Regions from separate parts of the Zea mays genome. Here region 2 is linked to region 1. A link is a contact called in public Hi-C data. All regions are on one chromosome and are shown on one strand. The core of a region is the stretch at or near the end of the contact, and the rest is flanking DNA. Distances in the headings are between cores, read along the strand shown.

What was found. Hi-C and Micro-C count contacts between places; a contact is called where the count stands out from the background.
Region 2: a contact with region 1 is called in a Hi-C map of bundle sheath, with 2.3 times the contacts expected there. The contact joins the promoter of LOC100304391 here to the promoter of LOC100304322 in region 1. A contact is called at or near these places in 2 of 25 Hi-C or Micro-C datasets (bundle sheath and leaf).

What each region holds. Positions count from the first base shown.
Region 1 is chr1:56,184,078-56,191,569 of Zm-B73-REFERENCE-NAM-5.0, reverse strand. LOC100304322 reads right to left here and starts at 2,574. Exons shown (of 3, transcript NM_001361410.1): 1 at 2,381-2,574; 2 at 658-2,299; 3 at 1-541. The coding sequence starts at 2,114.
Region 2 is chr1:56,399,298-56,406,789 of Zm-B73-REFERENCE-NAM-5.0, reverse strand. It overlaps LOC100304391, which reads right to left and starts at 4,589. Exons shown (of 10, transcript NM_001361417.1): 1 at 4,014-4,589; 2 at 1,770-1,955; 3 at 1,456-1,548; 4 at 1,076-1,258; 5 at 878-980; 6 at 606-791; 7 at 1-393. The coding sequence starts at 4,211.

The DNA.
Region 1 (7,492 bases), core at 1,325-3,824:
GTTCATGTCGGTTGTTGGCGACTGGCTGAGATATCCATCTGAGAGTTCCAGGACAGCACCAGAATGAGATCCAGGGGCACGCACTCGAAGGTTAAGAACAGTGATGGTAATGACACCAACAGCAATTAGAACAGCAGCACCAATTGCAACAAGGGCCGAGATGCTGAGTATGGTTTTCTTATGATGGCGACCACCATCAGGCACAAGCTCGGTTGGTGATATTGGATCGGAAGAAGTGTTTGGGTTCAGCACGATTGGTTTTGGTAGCACACCAGGACAAGATGAATTGAGCTTCGCGCCACAAAGGCCAGGATTATCCGACACACAAGATAGGGGGATGGTGTCAAAGAAGCTACCGGGAGGGAGATCCCCAGAGAGCTGGTTATGTGAAACATTGAATTGCAAGAGGTGGGGGAGATTAGAAAGCTGCTTTGGTAGAACACCAGTAAGCTTGTTCTGAGAAAGATCCACAATCTCGAGATTGGTAAGGTTAGATAGTGCTTCCGGAATCACTCCTGTTAAACTGTTATGAGAAAGATCCCTGCAAGAGATAGTAACCAAGTGAGCATATACCAGAGAATGTGGGGGTTTAGCATGTAAAGCTCCAAACATTTATCCATCCACTGGATTGGATCAGAAAGAAGTGCTTAAACTTACAGTGATGCGAGGGCAGAGCAATTGCCAATCTGAGCTGGGATGTTGCCAGTCAGGAAGTTCTTCCCCAGCCTCAACTCCTTCAATGACTCCCCTCCTTTTGAAGCTGGAATGCACCCATTTAGCCGGTTGGCAGTAAAATCAAGAACCTCCAGTGACTTCATCTCCAAAATGCTGGCCGGAATACTTCCATACATTGAGTTCCATGACATGTTCAATGACTGCAAGTTCTGCAGCTTCGAGATTTCCGATGGTATAACTCCAGAGAAGGCATTGTTTGACAAGTCCACTCCTTGAAGCACTGAAGAAGCATTTGCAGGCACTTTTAGGTCCCCGCTCAATGTGTTCTGCGACACCGACACCCATTGCACACTGGAACTGAGAACCCAGGTAGGCAGTGCACCCGTAAGAGAATTCCAGCTGACATCAACATGCATCAGGCTCTTGCATCCACCAATTGATTCAGGTAAGGCTCCGGTGAACCCATTCCCTGACAACCTCAGCTCCCTCAGTGACATCAACTCACCAATAGACCCAGGGATCTCGCCAGACAACCTGTTCCCCGACAAATCCAGCATTTCCAGGCTTGTCATTTCTCCAAACCATGTCGGGACACTCCCAGTGAACTCATTTGAGCTCAAATCAAGGTATGTGCAGGTGGAGAGCCTCCTCAGGGACTCAGGTAAGTTGCCGGACAGCGAGTTGGACCCAAGATCCACTGACCTGAGCAGCGGGCAGTCCCCAATGTCGTCCGGGAGGCTACCAGTGAGACGGTTGCCTCGCAGATTAAGCTCCCGAAGGTTAAACATCCTGCTGACACCGATCGGGAGGTCGCCGGTGACGGCATTGCCCGAGATGTCCAGCGTGCGCAGCGCGTTGAGGGACCAAATGTCGCTGGGCAGCGCGCCGTCCAGGCGGTTGGAGGAGAGGTTGAGCGACGCGAGCGTGGCGCACGCGGCGACGTCCCGCGGGATGCCGCCGGAGAAGGCGTTGTTGGCGAGCGAGACGTCGCGGAGGGAGCGGCACCGGCCGAAGAGCCCCTCCGGGACGGCGCCGGCGAATGCGTTGGCGCTGAGGTCCAGCGTCTGGAGCGCCGGGAGGCGGGCGAGGTCGGCGGGGACGTCGCCGGAGAGGTTGTTGCGGGCGAGGGAGAGCGACTGGAGCGCCTCGAGGCGGAGGAGGCCCCGGCCGAGCTTGCCGGAGAGGCCGAAGCCGGCGAGGGAGAGCGCGGAGACGCGGCCGGTGCGCGCGTCGCAGGTGACGCCGTCCCAGGCGCAGGGCCGCTCGTCGTCCTCGCTCCACGTCGCGAGGCGGCCGTCGGGGTCCGACACGTCGGCCTTGAACACGATCAGCCCCAGCACGTCGTCGCCCAGCCCCGCCCCCGCCACGCCGCCCTTGGCCTCCGCCGCCGCCGCGAGGGCGGCGAGGTGGGCGAGAACGAGCAGCGCGAGAGGCCGCATTGCTCGGCGAGACTTGGGCGAAGGACAAGGAGGCGGCGGCGCAATTAAACGCTCAGGGCTGATGCAGGAAGACGAACGAACCGGTGGGATGAACGGATGAGACTCCGCGGGTTTGGGCTCACTTAAATCTGTGCGTGACGACCTCGAAGCTTCAAATGGTTCTCTCTCTTCCTTCCTGCGTAGTACTGAAGATACAAATGTGAGTGTACTGAGCTCTAGATATGGGCTCCAGGAACAACCTTGTGGTAGCAGATGTGGGTGAGTACCTGCCGAGCCAGGATGCACCCGTCTACGTCGCTGCCGCCGGTGCCGACTCGCCGGAAAACTTCATTGAAGAATGCAGGCAGGGAGAGGGGAGGAGGGGCGAGAGTGGGAGCCGGGAGGGACCGAGGGAGGCAGGGAGCAACGGAGAGTGGGCTGAGGCTGGACCGCTGCGAGGGAGAAAGAGCGAGGAGTGGAAGGGAGAAACAAAAAATAAAGATGTTCCAGGGTAGGGCCAGAGCTGATCGGACGGTGACGAACAGGTTCACCGCACGACCGAGGGATGGGATGGGATGGGATGGGCCGCGAGGGATGGTTGGTGGCTCCGGGATGGGCCATTGGGCCGTGTGCATGGACCGGGGCCGAGGGAGTGCCCCGTGCCGTGCGTTGGGTTCCTCCTCGAAACTCGCGTGGGGCCGCGTGGTTCGAGGCCGCAGAGCGCACGGGACCGGTCCGGGCCGGGCGAGTCAGCGAGTAGAAGTAGGACCGGGCGACCGGCGCGGCTAGACTCGTCGGTGCTTTTGAGGCAGGTGCGCCTGCGCGCCCATGCGCTGCGTCGGGTTTGCGAGTCTTCCTTCTTCCATGGCCGCAGGATCAGGACAATAGAGGCGACTATTTTTTTCTACGAATACAGAACCGATTAATTTACGACGATGCTAAAACTACCTAGAATTTTTAAAGTGTCTCTTATGACAGTCCATTTACTTGAAACACAAAAGGGTTTGTAATAATACTATAATAATTGACGATTCAATATATTTTGGGGTGGGCAAAAAACACCAAACACCAAAAACCATACCGAACCAAACACCATACACCAAAATTTACGGTTTATTCGGTTTTTGTATTTGGTGCGGTATGGATTTTAGCTCTATTTGGTATTTGGTATGGTTTTCAATATTTAGACACCAAAAATACCAAAATACCGAAACGTAGCAAAACAACGTCTTAAACCTTAGACTCATATCATTATAATTTTTAAGAACTAGTATGTGTTAGTTGCTCTTATTCAACACTAATTTGTTTATGCAATTTTATTAAGTACTAGTTGATGAATTATCAGTATGTTCTTTATGTGATTTTACGTTTGCAGTTTCAAACTGCTAGTTGTTTGATGATTGTAAAAATACCAAACACCGAACTGAACATCAAATTCTGCGGTTTTTTTTTCATTTGTGAACAAAAAGTTTGGTTTTCATTTTCCAAGCACCAAACTTTTTTGACACCAGATAAAGCGCACCGAATAAACCAATAGAACGGAATGCCCGTCCCTGTTATTTCTGGAACGAGGCAGAACAAAGTGGTTAGCGTGACCACAAAGCTTTGGCTTTGGCTTTGGCTTTGAATGACTGGTGCAGTGCAGACCATGCTATTTGCAAGCGCACTCCCAGATTTTACTATACTCCACTCCACTCCACATTAGTCACGGGAACTAGTCTCTTTTAAAAGTTGAAAGAACTGTGCATGCACGGGTTTGCACGATGAACACGTACCGGCGTACACCGCTGGCCTTATTTAGATAAAGAGGGATTAAAGTGGATTGAAGTGTATTTTAAGGATTGAAAGGAAATTTAGTTCATATTACATTTCAATACATCATATACCACCTTAATCCACTTCAATGTCTCTTTTTCTAAACAACGTCTGAACTGGGCGCGCCAGCCGTTCATACACCGGCGCTGCTGCACGCTACCGCCGTCGCTGGCCGAATGAAAAAGCCCGCAACGCAGAGCTCGAGCACCGCGCACGGCAACCACTTGATGGTTGATGGCTGGCTGCCCCGTCCAACTCCAACCGCGCGGCGCGCGGGAAGGGAATTGATGGCCGCTGCGCCGCCTGTCCCGGCGCGCTGCTGCCCCCGCAGGACAGGGGGGCATCACATCAGGGGCGTTTTGATTGCTGCCATCAATACGCATTCATTGCGCCCCGCCGTGCATGCGTGGACGGGGCCCCGCCGTCGTCCTCGTTCCCTCCGCATCCACCGCGTCCGCAGCGGCAGCGAGGAGCAGTCAGTCTGTGACGGTGACGGTGACGGCGACGAGCGGGTCGGACAACAAAGCAGGCAGGCAGGCAGGCAGGAAGCTGTTGCCTGGGAGAATGGGACCGCCTGGCCTGTGGTGTGACTGGTACGTCCTGCCCTACGATGCGAGTACGAGAGAGCCTATGAATGGGGAGGTGGCCATGAACGGTCGAATCTCACTTTTCATCGACCGTCAGGTAGAGGTAGTGGGCTAGTGGCCATGGATTTGTACTTGCCCGGAATTCATGTGGCCCAAGGGGAGTGAATTTATCGTTGTCACTCACACAAAGAAGTTTTCTTCTTCAAACTGGAGCAGGATTGCACTTGGACGGACCTTCATGGCTCGTAAAATGATGTCTCTCTGATCTATCGTGAGCCATTATACACTACAGTATCCGCTTGATATCCGGTGGCTGCCTATAACTTATATATCGAATAAGAGACGACCATAATCCACGAGAATATTAATGGATCTTTAGCTTGAAAGATTATTAGAGCAGCCCCATCTCTAAATCATAGATTTAGAAAGTTGCTAAATAACTTTGGGGGTTAAAAAATGGTGAGTTCTCCGATAGCCTCTAAATAGAGGTTGTAGCTTAGTTTTGAATCTAAATATATAACTTGTGTTTGATCATCATTTTTGTCTTAGAAATCTTATGTTTCAGATTAGTAACCTTATTGTTGAACTGCTAGACATTGCACATTCAGACTCCGATCGTGAAGATACTAATGCTTTTCAGTCATTTTTTTGAAGATGATTTGACTAACCCTGTATTTCATGTCGGTCTTATGTTCAGTTCTGTTGAACGGCTCAGACGAGCTATCACAAAATGTAGTGTCAGGAACAAGGTGGAGATCAAAATGGCCAGAAACGACAAGATTAGAGTTAGAGCCCACTGTGCTGAGAATTGTCCTGGGAATTTGTATGCTTCTTATGACTCAAGGGCTAAACATTTTGTTGTAAAAACATATTATGGCAAGCACAATTGCCAAAAAGAGTGGTCTGTTAGAAGATGCAGTGCAACTCGGATTGCCAGACAATATGTAGACCATTTCAGAGCTAATGACAAGATGAGTATCAAAAGATAACAAAAAGTTATTTAGAAAGATTTGGATCTAGTTATCACTTGGAGTACCTTAGTTAGAACCAAGAGGAAAATTCTTCAAATGATTCATGAAGATGAAGCACAACAATTTAGCCAGCTATGGGACTATGGACATGAGTTGAGAAGGAGCAATCCAAGGAGCTCTCTTTAGGTTAACATGGCTTAAAGGTGTACATTCGGGCCGCCCGGCCCGGCCCAAGCCCGAAAAGGCCCGTGTTGTTTGAATTTCGGGCTGGCCCGACCCATTTGAATTTCGGGTCGTGCCGGGTCGGCCCACAGGCCTAGCCCTCTGCCCACGACCCGGCACGTAATTGCTTAAACGTGCCGGGCTCATTTCGGGCGGCCCGAAATTATAAAAGCCCGAAATTCAATTTTGGCCCAAAATTCACATTAGGGCCCGAAATTCAATTTTTTGGCCCGAAATTCAGTTTTGGCCCCAAATTCACATCAGGGCCCAGAATTCACATGAGAGCCCTAAATTCAAAACAAATTTAATAAAGCAAATAAAAGATAAGACAAATAAATTTGACCAAAAGCAAACTTAATATTTGTATTAAGCTAACAGAGCTATGAAATGACTACCTCATTTACAAATCATTTTGTTAGAAGAAAAAAGAGTATAATCAGTTATATACAAAGTTCGTAAGTTCAATTCATTATCTAGTGTTCATAACAAAAGTAAAATTACATCACATACTCTATTTCAAAGCTACAAAAAACATCTAGCTAACATTATCTCTAGCTTTGTGTTCTTTATAAAGTACATAAAAGTGTGGAATGAAGTGTGGTTTTAATAAATATATGGGCCTTTTCGTGCCTCTATATGGGCCATTTTGTGTCTGCCTTAAACGGGTCGTGCTCGTGCCCGCCCATGGGCCGTGACCTCGGCCCAAACCCGGCCCGATATATCGGGTCGTGCCGGCCCGGCACTAAAATATTTCGGGTCATGCCGTGCCTGGGTCGTGCTTTTTTTCCGTGCTTCGGGCCGGCCCATCAGGCCTGGCCCAAATGTACACCTATAACCTGGCTAGTAACCTGTTTGCCTCTTGTTACATGTCTTTGGATGCTTTCAAGAGGGGTTTTTTGGTGGTTGTAGACCTATAATTTTCTTGATGGTTGCTTCATCAAAACAAACTTTGGAGGCCAGTTTTTGTGTGCAGTTGGGATGGATCCAAATGATTACCCTTTGGCCATTATAAAACATATGTTATGCACCGCTAGTAGAACTAGGTGTATTCCAAGTGATAGAAAAGGATTACCAACACATTGTGGATCTAAGAGTCAAGAGATGTGACTGCAAAAGATGGTAGCTGACTAAGATACCATGTCCTCATGCCATTAGTTGCCTTTAACATGACAGGATCCCACCTGAGAGTGTAATTCTAGTTTGCTACACACTTGAAGCTTATAAAGTTGCGTATGGAAATAATATTTGGCCTTGCAAGGATATGAGAGAATGGGAGCATGTGGAAGGGATAGAAATTCTTCCACCTGTCTATGTGAAGAAGCCTGGAAGACCACCAAAATCAAGGAGGAAGCAACCTCAAGAAGTGCAGAGCACAAATGGTCCAAAACTCACAAAACTAGTTGTCATGCACTGCAAGCTATTGTAGTGAAGCTAGGTACAATGTTGCATATTGCAAACTAAAAAGGATGGCTTCAGTGCACAAGAAGCTAAGGAACTAGTAGCAACAACTATGGCTACACTTGAGGAAGAGGCAAGGCAGGCCGCCAGTGCTGCTACTACCATAGAGACTGTAGCACTTGAACAACGTATGAATGAAGAAGCCCCACTAAATCAAGATCTTAACATATTTGGACCTGAAGAAGCACATGGATTTGAAGAAGCACATGGATTTATGCCAACAATGATCCAACAATTACTAGAACAGGTGAGAAAAATGTTTATTCTCAACTATTAAGGCATGTGAATGACTTTGTTTGTCTATGCACAAAGGAAGGTGGACCTTGAAGCCTTTCTCAACCCTAGG
Region 2 (7,492 bases), core at 3,340-5,839, 210 kb before region 1:
GAACAAAATGGGATGCTCTTGTACTTAAACCAGTACTTAATGCAGTGTTACGGACTCCTGGAAAATAATTACTCAAATGTGTATGTCCATTCATTCCAACGTATAAGTTTTTATCACCCAAGCTCTTTGAAAGATGACAGGTTATGTTCTCATCTTCACCATCGGAAATCTTCATACTTGATATATCTTCCAAAATAGTCTCAGCAGTACCAAAGGAAGAATGAAAAGCATAATTGCTGTCAATATCTGGTCTTGCCCCTAGTTCATTCCTTCCCAAAGTGTTTTTGAAAAACTCATAAATTTCATCAGGAATAACTTCTGATGGTAACGTGACAATATGACCAAGCTTTCGAGCACCATATAAGAAAGCTGTTCGAATGCGATTAAAGCTAGCTGCACAAAATCACCTTATTAAATTAAGCAGATGAGGCCAGGCAAACCCAATGCTAGCTAGCTACACATATGGGTTTATGCAATTATGAGTACAAGCAGCAGCAAGACTTAATAAATTGGGATGCAATTATGAGTACAAGCAGCAGCAAAATATTGTATAGGAAAACTTAGAAAAGAGTTATATGTATATCTTGGTTAGATCAAATTCAAACCTCTGTTGACACTTCTGCCAAGATTGTTGTACTCCTTCAGTGGATCAACTATGTTTAGATGTTTAGGACGAAACCTCGGATAGCATGAATCGGAATTTTTTGGAGGTACAGTTGCTTTATCCATGGAGCTCTTGAGGAATTCTTTGTCAAACAATAAGTCACTGGTATGTGTAACTGTAGCTTCAACTGCAAGCAGGATAAAATTTCGAGATAACTTAGAGAATATGCCTCAATACATTAATCTGCCAATGAAAATATGAAAGGTAGCCCACCAATTAAGTTTGGCAAAGACGACAAAGCAACAGGGCCATTTAAACTTATGCAATAGTTGTCCCAGTCAAACTTGCTAAAATATTCCAGAAACCTATAAAGAACCTATTAATAAAAACACAGGGAAACGGCAAGACATGAGCTTTTCTATTATATAATGAGAAAATATATCTGAAATAAGTAAATCTTTTAAGACATACCTCCACAGGGCTGTGGAGAGATTTGTGGAATAGATTGAATACATAAAGGATAAGTACTTCCAGTGCATAGGTTGATATAAGTCCATGATGAGCTCCTAGTAGGCGGCTTTCATAATAGCACCATGCCTTGATCAATATGATGCTCCTTTTAAATAGATGGTTTTTTCCAACTTTCCGATCAACCTGACGAAGGAATCATCATTTATTTGCTATGACTTGGTATGATAATAAAATGAAAGTACACCTAGACAGCACAAGAAACCAATGTTGAACAACCCACACATTCAATGAGCTAAGTGCTTATTTAACCAGAAGGGCTTTTAGTGAAGAAGAGTGTGTTCTTGAAATATGATTTCCACAAAATAAAATGTGTTAATCACCAGCTCAAGGAAGCAGAGTGCGCAGATCCCACCAGTTTGGTTGAATGAGATATCAACTATAATATTTCCAATAGTGCATTTAATGAGCCTGACCTGGATGGACATGAATTTCAGATAATTAGATGGGTGTGAAAAACAATAAGAATAACATGTCAAAGAGAAAGATGAGGGACAGATAGCTTTCAGTTTAACTATCATGCGAGCAGAATGAAAATGCCAAGTAAGAACTCGGATTACAATATCATAGATTGCCTAAACAACCATCCAAAACGAATCACTAGGAAGGTATAGGATGTGTATATAGGAGAATAAACCTCGGCATCAATTCGTTCCAAGTCCTTCACTACAAATTCAGCATCACTATTCTGCTCCTCAGACTCAAGAATGCAGAAAACATCATTAACCAAAGTACTATCATAAGATGTATTTCCAAGGACAGTTAGATCAATATCCCCATCAGGAAGGTAAGTCTTTAGTGGAACTGATCCAAATGCAAAAACCTGACCAATATAGCAAACAAGTGCTAGTTATTACATATAAAACCAATATGCCAAAAGGTTCAACAGATGGTTCTACATGAGATAGAAAGGCATTATACTGATCAAAATAGTCTGTCAAAAGTCAAAATCATCAATGTGCATTACAACAGATAAAGCCTAAGCTAAACTTCTATACTAATAAATGCCTGGAAAACTTCTTGCCGGATGCCTTTTCAGAAAAGAAAGTGTAAGGTATAACTTGCATCTCCAAGAGGAGAGTCTGGAAGTGATATTGCGCAGGTTTTCAACAAGGCAGCCTCACGAAGAAAGACCAAATATTAATATACTGACGATACTTCAGTTAACAGCCATTGTTAAAGAAATGGTAGAATTCCACAAGGCATTTTGAAATGTTCTTTATTTGACTCTAGGTGGCACACGTTTGCTGTAGCAGGAAAAAATGCACCATCATACATATGTCTCCCATAAGGCCATAACAAATCACGTGATTGTAATTAAGCAAAGGCAATCATCTCCATCACCCAAAAAAATTGCAAGGAACAAGCCCGCAATTATTGACAAATGCTAGAAGAAATATCATCACATAGCTCCAACTCTAGGACTAATGGTTGTATGTTATAGGCTTATAGCAGCCAGATGCTCTAACTAAATCCAGCTAATAAAGAGACATCTCGTACACATTAAAAGTGATCGGCAGAATAGCAACAAATAATGGACCAGTTTTTAAGATCTACCACAGCCCATAGGCGGGTGTGGAGGGAGGAACATCCACGTATATAAATAAGCCCGTCTGCAAACCTCAAAGTACGACTCATCAAACAGCGGACGCGCTGAACTTTCATCAGCATAACAACAATGAAACTGTTCCAACAATGCGCTCTAGGGACATCTCAGCAGATTTAAAAACAGGACGTTGCCAGGCAGCCGTCGGTGCAAGGCAAAAGTCTCTATCCTGCTCTGACAAATCCTCTAAAAGTCAACATGCCAGGAAGATTCCACTACAGCATTCCTTACTTGCCAAACTATGCAGTAATTCCACGTGGACGAGTCAACATGAATGGTTGGATGGATATGCACAGCTCGAAGCGGACACTGCTGCCAGCTAGTAAAGCAGGCAATCACGGGCAGAACACAGACATTAACAACAAAAAATGTTTTTATACTTTTTTCCCTGTAAGCAACAAAAAATATGTCTCTATTCCACCAGACCTTCACCAGAAAGAAACTACTCTACTGATTCCTGCACCCACAGAAAAAATGTTTTATATGCTTCACTAAACTTTCTAATCAACAACAGTAGCACAGAAACGCCTCTTGAGTTTGCTCGAGAAAAGAACGCAAGATAGAACGTGCCCCGTGTCCGTAAGCTATAAAAAGTTAAAGAGGAAACAAAAAAAATCCAAAGATCGGGCACAGTTCACAGACAGTTTCACAGAAAAGCTCACCAGCAATTCCTATGTTCATTGGTCCATGCGAAACCAAACAATTTTGCACAGCAGAACAGATAGTGTAATGGAGAACAATTATCATAAAAATTGATCCATGCGAGAACAGAGTCTAATGGAGAACAATTATCATAAAATGTTGATCTATGCGATAACAGATAGAAAACAGAAGCGATCCCCCCAATCTGGCAACGTAAAGGGTAGCACGACTTTTTTTTTAAAAAAAACGAGACAGAACAATTACGACGCGCCGCGAGCAAATGGTTTACGAGTTAATCCAGATCCGTACAAACCAAACGAATAATCAAGCGCCAAATCCCTTGGAAAGCGATGGAACAAGACTAAACAAACCATGAAGCCAAAACCAAAGTGAAGAAGACAAAACTGCTCCTGATTGGAGGTAAACAACCGGACGAGAATCCCCATACATGCCAGGGGGCAGCAGAGGAATACGGAAACCTTACTTATCTACGGAACGAAACATGACTAGTCGATTACCCCACCCAAGCCCAACTGCACAAGCAAGGGCAACCGAAAGAGAACGCGGAACCGCCCCGCGCGCGCGGACGGGAGCGACCCGGCGCTGCACTGCAGCGCACTGCGACGAACGCACCTCGCATCCGAGCGCTGAGCCGACGAGCCTCCGCGCGTAGTCGACGACCTCCGCGCGGCGGCGCTCGGAGGCCTCCGTGGGCCTCACGCGCCGCACCACCTCGCCCGCCGCGGCCCCCGCCACCGCCAAGCCCCGCGAGGGAAACGCCGCGGGCGCCACTTCCGCCGGCGCCAGCTTGCCCCTCCCTCCGGCCGCCATCCCCGGTGAGCGCCTGCGCCGCTACCTCGCGGCGGCCATGCGGAACTGGGGAAACGAAACGGAACGGGAGTGAGGAGTGGACTGTTTCTCGGCTCTCGTCTCGTCGACCGCGTGCTGGGGGTTTTGCCGAGCCGTTACGAGGAGTGAGGTGAGGGGAGTGGGGAGCGCGAGTGCGTGCGAGGGCGGCGCTTTGATTTTCCCCAGGCGGGTGTGGGATGGGTAGGTAGGCAGGCAGGCGAGAGTGGTCGCTGGCTCGCTGCCCCGCGTCGGACGCGCGCGGCCGGGGGAAGAGAAGAAACAGGAAACCCGCGGGCGTGTGATGAACAAAACAAACGCGTCGCCAGCGCCCCACGACGACGAGGCGGAGGCGGTGGTGGTGGGGCAGGGTTCGTCCCTGGGCCTGACGGCCGTCCCTATCTGGATCTGGGATTTTATAAGTGTGTGTGTGAGTCTGAGAGGAGCTCGCGTGTGCGTGTGCGTGCGCGTTGGGATGGTGCCGCCTTGGCGAGGTGTGGCACCGGTGATTTGGACCGGTAGGATTTTTTTTATTTTTCTTTAGCAATTAGGAAAGTCATCGTTGTTATCTATATCTATACCTATAATTCATCATTTTTAAACTAGAGATCAATTTATATCTTTATTTGGATATTAATTTTTTAGTTTTTTTCGATTGTGAACAAATAACATATAGATTTGGCTATGTAAACTTATAGTCTCGTTTCTCGCATTGAGTTTATTAATATTCATAAAAAGTAAATCTTAAGTTTGTTTTTAAATAATTAATATAAAATTCGGATACGGATACAAATACTAATGTTTTTTCACGGTTTTTGATGTAGGGAGAAAATAATGCACACAAAAAATTATACAAAAATTTATTCTTGTACTTCGTGATATTGTTAATAACATAGCTACAATTAGCTTCAAATTTTATGTTCATCTATAGTTATGTTTTAGAAACATCCCTACTTTAAACTTTACAAAACTTACCAAACCAAATCATCCCTACGTTCATAACCTTCACTAAATCCACCAAACAATTGCACCCACATTTAACGCAACATCTAAACCAATGGTTTTGATAGCTCGATAACATTCTCCCCCTTACTCAAATCCAATGAACATACATTACTTGGATCACCTATCATTCTTTCCCCACTGTGACCCCCGCCCCTCTCGCTCATGTCGTCACCCTAGCCTCCCTCGCCCCTCTCGCTCATGTCGTCGTCGCCGTTATCAACTCTTTCCCCGCGTTGCTGCCGTCATCATCTACTCCTCCCATCTCTAGAATCGTAGCGTTAGTAGGCTATATGCTAGTAGTCTTCCGAATTGTTTAAGATCTAGCTTTATATTACGCTTAATGAGGCAAGTAAAAAGAGCCAACTAAATTTGTCGGCGTTTCGAGACCGGGGGGTCCCTCAGGCCGACGAGTGAGTGTCGCGTGCCCCAGCCCAGATGGGTCGAGCGCGTGGGCGAGCGCGAAGGGGGGAAAGGAGCGAGGCGGCCGGAGACCGGCGTGAGAGAGGTGGGAATCCCGCGGCCTTCGTGTTCGTCCCGCGCCCAGGTCGGGTGCGCTTGCAGTAGGGGGTTACAAGCGTCCACGCGGGTGAGGGAAGCGAGCGGCCCCAAGAGAGCGCCTGTCCCGTCCTCGTCCCGCGCGGCCAACCCTCTCTAGGAGGGCCCTGGTCCTTCCTTTTATAGGCGTAAGGAGATGATCCAGGTGTACAATGGGGGTGTAGCAGAGTGCTACGTGTCTAGCGGGGGAGAGCTGACGCCCTAAGTACATGCCAATGTGGCAGCCGGAGAGATCTTGGCACCCTGCTGGTGTGATGTCGTGGCCGTCGGAGGAGCGACGGTGCCTGGCGGAGGGACAGCTGTTGGAGCGGTCGAGTCCTTGCTGACGTCCACCTGCTTCCGTAAGAGAGCTGGGAGCCGCCGTCGTCACAGAGCGTGCGGGGCGCCATCATTGCCTGTCTGGCGGAGCTGGCCAGATGGGACACCGGTCTTGTTCCCTGCGGCCCGAGTCAGCTTGGGGTAGGGTGGTGATGGCGCTTCCCGTTGACGTGGCTGGCCTGCGCCCTAGGCTGGGCGATGTGGAGGCTCCTCCGAAGCCGAGGTCGAGTCTGTCTCCCATGGCCGAGGCCGAGTCCGAGCCCCTGGGTCGCGAGGCGGAGGTCGTCGGCAGAGGCCAGGGCGGAGTCCGAGCCCTGGGGTCGAGCGGAGCGAAGTTCGTCGTCTTCTGGGGCTGAGCCCGAGTCCGAGCCCTGGGTCGGGCGGAGCAGAGTTCGCCGTCTTCCGGGCCTTAGCCCGAGTCCGAGCCCTAGGTCGGGCGGAGCGGAGTTCGCCGTCTTCTGGGCTTTAGCCCGAGTCCGAGCCCTGGGTCGGGCGGAGCGTAGTTCGCCGTCTTCCGGGGCTGAGCCCGAGTCCGAGGCCTGGGTCGGGCGGAGCGGAGTTCGCCGTCTTCCGGGTCTTAGCCCGAGTCCGAGCCCTGGGTCGGGCGGAGCTTCCTATGGCGCCTTTGGCAGGGCCTGGCTTCCTGTCAGTATCACTCTGTCAAGTGGCACTGCAGTCGAAGTGGCGCAGGCGGCGCTGTCCTTCTGTCAGACCGGTCAGTGGAGCGGCGAAGTGACGGCGGTCACTTCGGCTCTGCCGGAGGGCGCGTGTCAGGATAAAGGTGTCAGGCCACCTTTGCGTTAAATGCTCCTGCGACTTGGTCGGTCGGTGCGGCGATTTAGTCAGGGTTGCTTCTTAGCGAAGGCAGGGCCTCGGGCGAGCCGAAGATGTGTCCGCCGTTGGAGGGGGGCCTCGGGCGAGACGGAAATTCTCCGGGGTCGGCTGCCCTTGTCCGAGGCTAGGCTCGGGCGAGGCGTGATCGAGTCGCTCGAATGGACTGATCCCTGACTTAATCGCACCCATCAGGCCTTTGCAGCTTTATGCTGATGGGGGTTACCAGCTGAGAATTAGGAGTCTTGAGGGTACCCCTAATTATGGTCCCCGACAGTAGCCCCCGAGCCTCGAAGGGAGTGTTAGCACTCGCTTGGAGGCTTTCGTCGCACTTTTTTGCAAGGGGACCAGCCTTTCTCGGTTGCATTTTGTTCCGGTGGGTGCGCGCGAGCGCACCCGCCGGGTGTAGCCCCCGAGGCCTCGGAGGAGTGGTTTCACTCCTTCGAGGTCTTAATGCCTTGCGTAATGCTTCGGCTGGTCTGGTTGTTCCCTCATGCGAGCTGGCCGTAGCCCGGGTGTACGGTCGGGGCCCAAGTTCTCGGGCTGGTATGTTGACG